Regions from separate parts of the Mus musculus genome. Here region 2 is linked to region 1. A link is a contact called in public HiChIP or PLAC-seq data. All regions are on one chromosome and are shown on one strand. The core of a region is the stretch at or near the end of the contact, and the rest is flanking DNA. Distances in the headings are between cores, read along the strand shown. Region 1 has its middle 77 kb from the start of Gm46567. Region 2 overlaps Gm32679 (a long non-coding RNA gene).

Evidence for each region. HiChIP or PLAC-seq counts read pairs in DNA pulled down with a chosen protein or histone mark.
Region 2: an H3K27ac HiChIP or PLAC-seq map of trophoblast stem cells shows a contact between it and region 1, with 2.2 times the contacts expected there. The contact joins two enhancer-like sites. A contact is called at or near these places in 14 of 484 Hi-C or Micro-C datasets (the G1E-ER4 cell line, cerebellum, cerebral cortex and 9 more), 6 of 115 datasets of contacts at active chromatin or transcription factors (differentiating embryonic stem cells, embryonic stem cells, epiblast stem cells and 2 more) and 1 of 9 other capture datasets (embryonic stem cells).

What each region holds. Positions count from the first base shown.
Region 1 is chr16:29,733,490-29,738,952 of GRCm38.p6, forward strand. No RefSeq gene overlaps it. Among named protein-coding and RNA genes, the nearest start is that of Gm46567, 77 kb to the right of the region's middle. Within about 2 kb of position 1,677, at least 151 of the 459 cell types and tissues checked have an H3K27ac peak or open chromatin away from gene starts, as enhancers often do. A contact at or near this core is called in the G1E-ER4 cell line, differentiating embryonic stem cells, epiblasts and 1 more, where this site is marked.
Region 2 is chr16:29,837,525-29,843,326 of GRCm38.p6, forward strand. The region is part of intron 2 of Gm32679 (a long non-coding RNA gene); the gene reads right to left. Among named protein-coding and RNA genes, the nearest start is that of Gm32679, 9.5 kb to the right of the region's middle. Within about 2 kb of position 1,932, at least 133 of the 459 cell types and tissues checked have an H3K27ac peak or open chromatin away from gene starts, as enhancers often do. A contact at or near this core is called in the G1E-ER4 cell line, differentiating embryonic stem cells, epiblasts and 1 more, where this site is marked.

The sequences.
Region 1 (5,463 bases), core at 427-2,926:
TCCCACAGATGCCATCTCTCCCCACCAACTTGGCAGTCTAGTCCTGTGTGAGAAGCTTAGGAGTTCTCTTGGATCAGATGAACTGCACACAACAGCTTTCTCTCTTCCTGCAGAGGGAAGCCAGTGACCCCCAAGAAAAGGACTGTGGCGTACCCCCTCACTCCTCTCCAGACACATAATAGCAGGCACAACAGTTTTCTTGATACTGCCCTTATATCTGCTCCTGTTTCTTAGGAAAAGAACTCAGGTCATTAGGAGAGGAGACAGGACTACATTTCCAGCCATTCTTGCGGCTAGAGTGGTCAATGAGATCCAAGCAGAAGTCCCAGGTGGTCTGTAAGGGGGCTGACTTATTGGATGGAGCACCATGGTGACCCTTGCATTTTGGCACGTTCTTTCTGGAAAGCACTGAGAAGGCAGGGGCTTACATGGTCATCGTAGTCCGTGAAGCAATAGAGCCAAGAGAAAGGCGTGCTCTAGGATGCTTGGCGATCCTGTGGACTGCAGCCTCTCTACAAATGTCTTCTTAGACATCTTTGCCAATTATGCCCCAATTTGGCAAAAGTCTCGGTGACTAGGATTTGGTTGGTCTAGGCCAAGCCGACTTCCCTACACATACTCAAAAGTGAGCCCCTGATGCCTGAAGACACACATGTGTCAGCTGTGGGCTAGGGGGTCAAGCTGATGCTAGGCTTAGCAAGGGCAAGATGATAAACAGCAAGCGTCTGTATTTGATAAACCGTGTCGCTTTACACATACCATGGACCCCTTGGGAAGCACTCAATCTATAGCCTGTTGGGGGAACTGACTAAATTAATTTAGTCTGTGCCTTAAAACAACAGTCTTAAAAGAAAGAAAAATTCACCTTAAATTAGGGATCAGTTTGAGCCTTCTGGCTCTGAGCTAGGAGCCAGAGATGCCCTGGAGGCTGGGGGAACAAGGGGGGAGGAGAGTGGCTTCTTGGGCAGCCTCTTTCAAGTGTCTCCATCTTTGGACCCATAGGGGGCACTAAGGAACTGTGGATTTTGTCTCCTTTCTGGCAGAGATTTGTGTTAAGACCTCAAGACCTTCAGTCATCCCTAGAGGAGCTGTGGGAGAGGGACAAGGGCTAGCTTGGAACAGCACTAGGTTCTAGTAGGTGGATTGAAGCCTCTCACCTCCCATCATGCTTAAAGATCTAAAATGTTAAAAAAAAAAATCTGATTCAAAAGTCCGAAGACAAAACCACTGACCCTTCAACCCACCACAGGGACAGCTGGACGCTTTCCTCCCGACCCCCATCTTAGACTAGGAAGAGGCCTGGGAGACCACTCATTTGGCAGCTGAACACAGGAGGCCCACAAGACTAAGTGATTAGCACAAAGTGAAGCCAGTCAGAAGCCGCTGCTCTGGGACAGTAATCTTCCTGCTCCAACTCCCAGTCTAGCGTTCTACACCCCCCCCCCGCACCCCCCTCCCCAGGCCCTCCACTGCCTGGGCCACATTTGTTTTCTTTTCCGGGCCCTGGGGGACTCTGGCAGGGCTGGGGGTCTGATGTGAACTGGAATCTGTTCAATTTCACCTCTCATTGCGCCTGCCAGCTTGCCAGCTCCGCTGACGGAGGCAATTAGAACCAGACATCCCACAAGGGCATTCCAGGAAGCTCTCTTAAAATTCCACAGCGGCTGGGGACTTGCCTTTTCCTGCAGGGATCATCTGGTGTGTAAATAGCAGCTAGTTGTGTAAGACAGGAGATGGGAGGATGGATCACGCGCATGCACAACACACACACACACACACACACACACACACCCACACACACACACACACACACACACACACACACACCTCCCAATACACATTCATCCAGACAGAGAAACATAAATAATCCCAGCAACCCTATTACTTTTAACCTCCTGAAGGGAGAAGTTAGGAATTTACAGGCCTCCCCGGGGAGCATCTAATTGCTTGCTTCCGGGGATGGCTGCTGTGTTTGCCTTGGACGGTGGGTGGCAGGGACGCTGAGGATCTAGGGCAAGACATCCCAGGCTCTCTTCTACCCCCTGCAGATGGCTATTCCCCCACTCTCTCCCCTGAGTTCTCAGGGGTAGGCTTATAGGGGTTGGAGGTCAGTTTAGCTAATACGGAGTCATATATATCTACCCGTGGTCTCGATGAAGCCACAAAGAGGAAATGGTAACGTGAAACTCCGACTCAGAAGTTGTCCGTTTCCTCTAAACCCACTTTAAACCCCAGCATTGGAAGCAAGGGCCCTGGGGCCTGGGGCCAACGGGAGCCCTGTTTCCCCAGCTTCCAGTTTCTCCCTTGTCACTTGAAACCTTGCTTTGGCCAACAATGTGCTACTGTGTAAGTAGACCCACAGAACCTTTTGTGGAAGGCACTGAGAAAGGGCTTAAAGGTATGGGGAAGACAGCTGGGGAAGTTATGTCTACTTCCTCTCACCCTGGGGGTGGGGGGTGCAGCTTCTCATAGGGACTTAGCCAAGGCTAGAGGGAATGTCCTTCTGTCGTGTCTACATTCCCCGAACTGTAGGGCCCATCTCTGTTCCTCAGCCTGGGGTGCTGTCATCACCAGAACACAGCCCCTCCCAGCCCCTCCTCTAACACTGGATATTGGCGTAAATATCATCTCTGAGTAGGAACAAAACAATTCCTAAGAACTAAACCAGCGTTTGATTACCACGAGGTTTAACAGACAAGCCGACCAACCCAAACAGCCTTTACAAATATGTCCTGGGTTTGGGGATGAAGTGGTGACTAATCACCAACCCATGGGTTTAGGGGTGTTTTCCTTTTGAAACAGGGTCTTCACTGTGTGTCCCAGACTGAATCTTCCTTCCCATCTCACACTCCCAATGCTGGGGTCACAGATGTGCCACCAACCCTGGCTCCCGATCCTGCATTCCGTGACATGTTACTGATTGAGTTTTCCTCGCTGCTTTCCGTTTTCCAGTGATCCGTATTTCATGACATCTCTTAGGTCTCTGTCTGTGTTCCAGATGCAGCTGGAATCACCAGACCGGCACTCAGGGCGGGGGAGGGAAGGGTGAGGATTCATTGAGCCAACTGGCTGGTGGTTTTCGTGTTGGGAAGGGAAAAATTGATTTATCTGCTCACTCGACTCCAAAGACTTAACTAATGTTGAGTATTGTGTAGGGCATCGAGGAGAGGGTGAAGGAGGAGAGGGACATAAGACTTCATCACGAGGAATTCAAACTTAAGGGCTGGTGTGTGCCTCTAACTAACTCTAATATAGAGACCAAGTCCTACAAGGGAAGGAGAGATGTCTTGAGGTCAGGGCAGAGGAACTCACTTCTGCTGACAGTGAGCAAGGAAGGGTTGCTGGAGGCAGTGACACTGGATCTCTGAATTGGTCTCTGCCATGCAGAGATGGGTGAAAGGACAATTCAGTGTGGAGTGACAACAGGGGAGAGAGAGCGAGGGTTGGTTAGGTGACCACAGAGGGTCACATCGGTTGGTCACACTGATTGGAGTCAGAAAGAGGAGATTGAGCATCAGGCTTGGAGAATCTGTTTTGACTTCTTTCTGAGTGGACAACACAGGGGCACATCCACCCTTGGGAAAGGTTGGCAGCAGAATGTGCAGGGTGGACAAACATGACATCCTAAAGCATGGGACAGGGTCATGGAGTTGGCCTTTCTGCTCTATTATCTAGAGCTCTGTCATGTGAATGTCATTCTTACTCCTTCAGCATGAATCTGCATGCTCTCAGAGAGAACTGTAGTGTCCTGGGTTTGAATGGGTCTGAATCAACAGCGATCCTCAGTAGGACAGAGACCACGTACCCTTCTGAAGCTGGGTGCCCTTCGAAGTCAATCAGCTTTGTTGCTGTTCGACAATATTTGTTTTTAGTTTTATATTTATGTGTGTCTCTGTGTGTATATATGTGTGTCCATGGAGACCAGAAGATGGTACTAAACCCCTTAAGCTGGAGTTGCCAGAGTCTGTGAGCCACCTGATGTGGGTGCTCCAACCAAAGCTAGATTCTCTGGAAAGCATCCAGTGCACTGCAACTGAGTCAGCTCTCCATCTCAGCTTTCTGCTTTTACTTATGTAATTAAAATATGTACCTAGGTATACGTAATAGCAATTAATGAAAAAAGAGGGCATAGGGGCTGGAGAGATGGCTCAGTGGTGAAGAGCACTGACTACTCTTCCAGAGGTCCTGAGTTCAATTCCCAGCACACACATGGTGGCTCACAACCATCTGTAATGGGATTTGATGCCCTCCACTGGTATGTCTCAAGAGAGTGTACTCACATACATAAAATAAATAAATAAATGTGTGTGTGTGTGTGTGTGTGTGTGTGTTTTTTTAAAGAGGGCATAAATTTGAAGGAGAGCCAGGAGGATTTGAAGGGAGGGAAAAGAAGGGGGAGATGATGTAATTGTATTAGAATCTCAAAAAATAAAAGAAATATTTTCTTTAGAAAATTGAAAGGATAAACTTGAAAAGATTGTTAAAACAAACAAACAAACAAAACAAAACAAAACAAACAAACAAAAATAACAAAACAAGATGAAAACCAAAGAGGTTCATAGAAACCGTCATCAATCCAACATCTAGACCAGTGGTTTTCAACCTTCCTAATGCTTTAATATGGTTCCTCATGACATGGTGACCCCCAACCATGACATTATTTTTCCTGCGACTTCATAACTGTAATTTTGCTACTGTGATGAATCATAATGTAAATTATCGGTCTTAGGTAACCTCTGCAAAAGGTTCATTTGACTCCCTAAGGGGTCGCGACCCACAGGTTGAGAACCTCTGGCCTCGATGGTGGTTCTATGTCCCCCTTGCTGCTCCTCTAGTGGGTGGTTATTTATCAAACCTCTCCAGTGATGAGAGCTCACTTCCTCATGACGTAGTGCAGGTACAGGAGAGGCCTCACCGAGAGAACGGGATAGACTCTCTCCCGTAGGTACAAACTGCACCCCCCACTCCTGCCCATTTGTGCTCATTAACACTGAGCATTTGAAGGGAAACCCCCTCTTTCTAGAGCTTGTGAGTGTCCCAGATTCCTAAGGTCAAGAGCTGTTAAAAGTGCTTACTGCTCATGCAGAAGACCAGTTCATTCCCAACACTCACACTGCCTATAGTTCCAGTTCCAGGGTCCTTATACCTCTTCTGACCCCTGCTGGCTCCTACACACACACACACACACACACACACACACACACACACACACACACACACACACATAGCCCACATAATTTCATACAGGTCCAGACATACTCACATACACATAGATAACAAAATAAATACATAGTGATATGATTGGTTTGAGGACCACCGTTCAGCTTCCAAAGCATTGTCAAGGGCTTTATTCTTCTCCTGCTCACCAACCTGGTGTGAACAACTTTGTATTTTGTGTGTCAGGAAGCACGCTCCCTACAAAGGCTTGCCCCAGGTTAAGTACCCAGTTAAGGTCAAAGGCAG
Region 2 (5,802 bases), core at 682-3,181, 100 kb after region 1:
TTCAGGCCCCACAACTGCTTGGGCTGCTCGGGATGAGCCCAAAGCGTCCTAATTATGGACATTGCTGGCTTGTTCTGGTCAAGTAAGAAGGGTCTGCCCCACATCAAGAAACTCACCGGCACCAGCGAACCCTGGCCTCGCCATTGTCCCCGCAGTAAGGAGCATTTGATTGAGGGCCAGGACAGTTTGCTGGAACTTATAAAAGCCCTGTTTGAAGGAAGGGGCTGCCTGGCCTCCCTCTACACGACCGATACTTTCCAATTTGTAATAAAGACTGTGAGAGATAAACCAAAAACACTGCTCGCGCTTCATCAGATTTTTTTTTTTTTTTTTTTTTTTTTGCGTCCTTCCCAACAGAGTTTTGCTGGAGAAAAAGAGCTGAGGGGATAAAGATATTGCTAGAGCTTAATGCCATAAATCTGATTAATCTACCTTGTGACAGTCGTCACAAAAAAGTTAAGGGTCAGAGTCTTGCCTGAGACCTGACCTTTCACCTGCAGCCAAGGCGGTCACAATGGGGGCCTACAGGCCTTTCACCGCTACCTGCTGCTTTGGACAATGCAATTGGACACAGTGTTCAACAAGATGGAGAATACCTCAGGGCCCAGTCCCTTCTTCTGTCTGTGGACAGCAAAGCATCCAGGACAGCATATTCACTTTCCAGATGGGAAGAGACAGGAGCCACCTCTGGGATTCAGGGACAGAAAACACAAATAGACGACTCTCCGTGGTGCATTTGCAAACTTACATTTAATGTCTTATAGAATATTTAAAGTTAATCAAGTCTGGGTCCTTTGCTAAGGAAACATGAGGGTCCACGATGCTCTTCATACAGGATGCAGTCAATGCCTAAGATGGTGAATCGTCCTTCCTGCCTGCTCATAGGGGGACTAATGGGCACTTGTAATAATACATTACACAAAGGAAGATATACAAGAAAAGAATCTAGATCTCCTAGTCTGGGGAAAGCGGACCGAGCCTCGCGTGACTCTTTTGCTTCCGTTCCACTTTTTTGTTTTGAGACAAGGTCTCCAACGACTTTGAACTTTTTTTTTTTAAAGATTTATTTATTTATTTATTTATTTTATGTATATGAGTACACTGTAGCTGTACAGATGTTTGTGAACTCAGGACCTCTACTCGCTTTGACCCAGCTGGCTCCAGCCCTGCTCATTCCAGCCCAAAGATTTATTTATCATTATTTGTAAGTACACTGTAGCTGTCTTGAGACACACCAGAAGAGGGCGTCAGATCTCATTATGGATGGCTGTGAGCCACCATGTGGTTGCTGGGATTTGAACTCAGGACCTTCGGAAGAGCAGTCAGTGCTCTTACCTGCTGAGCCATCTCACCAGCCTGACCTTGAATTCCTGATCTTTCTGCCCCTACTTCCTAAGTCCTGGCTGTCCAGGCAAGAGTCACTACATATGGCTTTCATCTTTTGTTCGTTTTTGTTTGTTTGTTTGTTTGAGACAGAGTTTCTCTGTATAACCAGCTCTGGCTGTCCTGGACTCACTTTGTAAACCAGGCTGGACTCGAACTCACAGAGATCCTCCTCTCTCTGCCAACCAAGTGCTAGTATCAAAGACGCGCCCCACCACGCCCAGCTGGCCTGAATCTCTTAAATTTCATCAGTGCACCCGAGGAATGGTGAAGAGATCCATGCCCCCTCTATTGACGTTCGCATTCACGTTTTCTTTAAAAAAAAAAAAAAAAAAAAAAAAATTCCTCAGACTGAGCAGTCTGAGCAAGTAAGGCTCTACTAGCTTATCTAAGCGCCCCGCCCCCACTTGCCAGTTGCGGTAGTGCGGTCTGCGAACAGCTAAGACACTTCCCAAGGTTTCTGTGTCCCCGCATGTTGCCACCCTGTGCTGCCAGCAACGCTTGCAGCTTTCTGGTTTTGTATTTCATCTCAGCCTTAGCAGGATGTGTGAGCAGAGAGAGCATCTGGCAGAATGGCACCGCGAAATGGGAACCAGACGCTCGGTCGAGCGCCACCGAGAGCTGTTTATCCGTGGAATTAACCTTTTGTTCTGCGTTTGCTCTGTGGTAGGCTTGCACTGTGCTTTTAAATTCGCACCCTGCCCCGTGTCTCCAAGAGGCAGCCTGGTTCTGCTGAGTCAGCGCTTCTCGGGCCTGGCAGAGGCGACTCGGAGCAACTGGTAGCAAGAAAAGCTTGCAGCAGCCCCCTCTGGCAGTCACCTTTGGCTCCCTGTAGATTTACGACGGCAGCAGATGGGCCCAGGTGGACTCAAGTGAGAGTCTCAGACAGGCCCAGTTCCTCTGACTACTGTAATTGTGTCTAGACCAGAGGGAAGGCGCGCACACCTCCTGAATGCACTTTGAAACAACTCAAAAGTGTGAAAGGAATTTACTACCACAGGAAGGTCTGGTCCAGGCAAGACACCAGAATGGGTCCAGAGGAAAGGAGGGAAAGCAGGAAGGAAGGAAGGGAGGGAGGGAGGGAGGGAGGAAGGAAGGAGAGGGGGAAGGAGAGAAGGAGTGAGAGGGAAGGAAGGAGAGAGGGAGACAAGAGCTAAATTAGCCCAGATACCATCTTCCCTACCAGTCTGACTCGCAGGTAGTAATGCTTACTGATAGTCAGGCAGATTACTTCTCATGATTCAGCTCTGCGAGGGACAGCCTACCTTCGTGTGTCCGTCTGGAGGATCAGATGGTGCTGGGCATAATACCAGGGGAGGTGGCAGCAGTAATCCATGATCTTGATAGGTTTACATGGAAGCTCCCTCCAGATAGGAAACAGATCAAAGGGCCCCGGCTCTGGTTAAAGAACTAGGTGGCCAGGGGCCCAACGTCCTGCTACCTTGCTTCCCCCTTTCTCCATCAGTGGGCCCACCTAAGGGGAGACCCCTGAGAAGAGTTAGTTCTAGCAGCAGTACAAGACACCCTAGGTGAACTGTATTTCTGGGTTTTCCACCAAAGGGGATCATAGGTTGCTGGGGTCAGAGGAGAAGAAGAGGGAAGCAAGCTTGGGGCTGGGGGTCTCCCTGTGGCAGATACACATTTCCAGGCTATAGCGTGCTGCATGTGACCAAAACTTCCTTGAACTGCACCCGTGGCCCCACATCCAGATAACCAGGCTTCATCTGGGTGCCATGTGTCTGGTGTCTCAGAGATTTCATTTTAACATTGAAAATATAAACATCACAGTAAGGGGAAGGCTTCATCTAGTCACCTTATGCTTATGAAAAAGGTTTTCTTGTGACTTACAGACAAGAAAACTAGATAATAAGCTGTGTGTTCTCCAAGAGGCTTAGAGCTTGGTGCTGGTGTTCAATAGGACAAACTTGACATTTGGGAAACTACATTTTAGTGACGAAATTGGTGAGAGGCTAAGATAGCATTTGAATAGATGAAAAAAAAAATGTGAGCAAAATACTGTTTCGGAAGAGCATCCAGTCTGGCAACTTATTACCAAATGCTGGCATCTGGAGAGATCTGATTTGACAATTTGGTTGAGAAAAAAAAAAAAAAAACAGAGATGGACTTGAAAAACAAGAAGGGATTTTTACGTGGCCCAGGAAAGCTGTCCCCCAAATTCCAAGGATCCAGAGTTGATCATCCATAGAGTTCAGGTAATGTAAAGGGCAGAGGGGGTCCAGAAATATCCTAGAAGGGTGTCTGGGGAAGAAGAGAGGGAAAGCTCTTCAGTGAACTCCACAAGGCAGTCAGCGGTGGAGGGAAGAAGGCCAGAGAGAGCTGCCAGCGGCTGTGATGTGGCCGTATGGCCGAGAGGAAATGGCTCTCCCAACCTGCTATTAAAGCAGCTGTGGTCAGACCCATGGTGACAGCTCAGTGCTGGCATGGAGCACAAGATGCTGGCTGGCCCTGGCCATTAGGATTAGTGGGAAGACAGCTCTCCCAAGCCCTGGCTGGACCTGGATACACTCTGCAAACTCACTCTAGTGCTTAACTGCTCTGTACCCACCTAGTCTCTCCCTGCCTGGATGGCTGATGTTATACCTTCCTTTCTACAGCTAAAATCTTGCTTAAACCTGCCACCCTCCTACAGGTTTGCACAAAGTAAAACATTCAGACCTTAAATGCTCAGTGAAGTTTGACAAATGAATGTGCCCATGTGATCTAGCACCCAGTCAGAAACATTTCTACCACCCTGGGAGTTTTCTTCATTCTCTATCCTTGTGTCCCTCTGTCTGCATAGAGCATAAAGCAAACGGTAACCTGGCTTCCTATTCCCAGATTGGATGTTTTCCTCTACAGTGTCACAGAAGTAGAATGGTGTGACGTGCCCTCCTTTCTGGCCGGCTTCCTTTGTTTGGTGTGCTTTCTGAGGCCTGTGTTATTGCATGCTCCAGTGGTGGGTTCTTCTTTTCTTTGTTTGGTCTGGATGTTATTTCATGGCATGGATGTACCACAATTAGCTACTGATCCCTGCATCCATTTTGGGATATCTAAGATGCATTTGGTTGAAGCCTTTGTGACCAAAACTGCCATAAAAAGTCCTGAGGAGTCCACCATGAGTTCATTCAACCTGATTTCATTTTTTCGAGGCAACCACCTACCAGGGGAATTGCTTGATAGTGGGGCAGAGGTGTGTTGAAATTCCAGGCAAATTTCCAATGTGGATGGTTAGAATTTCACAATTTAAAGTAGGAACACAAAGATGGCCCCTGTGTTTCAGGCACATAAACATCTATACTCTCAGGAGGGCACAGGCTTAGACAGTGTCCTGCGGTGGCCATGTGTAAGCTGTGACAGCTGCAGTAGCTGTCATGTTCTCCTTTCTCAAGAAAACTGCGTGAACAGATGGCACCTGTGATGTTTCTAGCGCTGTCTCGACACAGAATCTTCCACTGATTTTAGGCAAGAAAATTTTTGGTGATTATCCTCCTTAACAATTGTGATCTACTTTGCAACTTAAGAATAGAGTTATTTGATGTGCCATCTAACAGCTTCAGGCCCTGACTCTGATATAACACTCGTGCTAGGTAGTTTTAGATCAACTTGACACAAGCTAGAGCCATTTGGGAAGAAAGAACCCATGCTAAGAAAATGTTCCCTATCAGATTGGCTTATGGGCAAGCCTCATAATAATGAGGATAATGCCCTCAGATCACTGGTGTAGGGCTGTGAGGTCCTGAGGTCCTGCATTGTCAACGGCTGGAGTCCTGAGTGGTCAGTAGCTGAAGTGAGTCTTGGGTGGTTAATAGCTAGAGTGTGTCCTAGGTGGCCAGTGGCTTGGAGTCCTGAGTGGTTAGTAGCTGGAGTTCTGAGTGATCACTAGATGGAGTGAGTCCTGAATGGTCAGTGGCTAGAGTTCTCAGTGGCTAATGGCTGGAGTGAGCCCTGGGTTGTCAACAGCTGGTGGTTAGTGGCTTGAGTCCTGGGTCTTCAGTGACTGAAGTGAGTCCTGGGGTGGCCAATGGCTGGAGTGCTTGGGTGACCAATAGCTGAAGTCCTGGGGGTCAATGGCGAGAGTTCTGGAGCATTGGCTGGAGTCCTGGGGGTTCAATGGCTGGAGTCCGGGGTGGCTAAGTCTACTATACTCACTAGTTTTACTAATAAGAACAAGGTGAAGCCAGTTTCCCTCTAAAGCACTGACTGTGTGGCAATTGACCAGCTAGAGCCTTCAAAGTGGGGAGAGACTGATACTTGATAGATGACTAGATCCTGGAAGTCCTCTTCACAGGTAGAAAAATTTATCACATGATCTTTATAGGGAACACCCAGGGGACAGGGTGGAGGGCAATGTGGGAAGTGTGGCAGGTTGACTGTGATCACCTTTTGGCTGTTCCTATCCCTGGCAGAGTCTTTTCCACT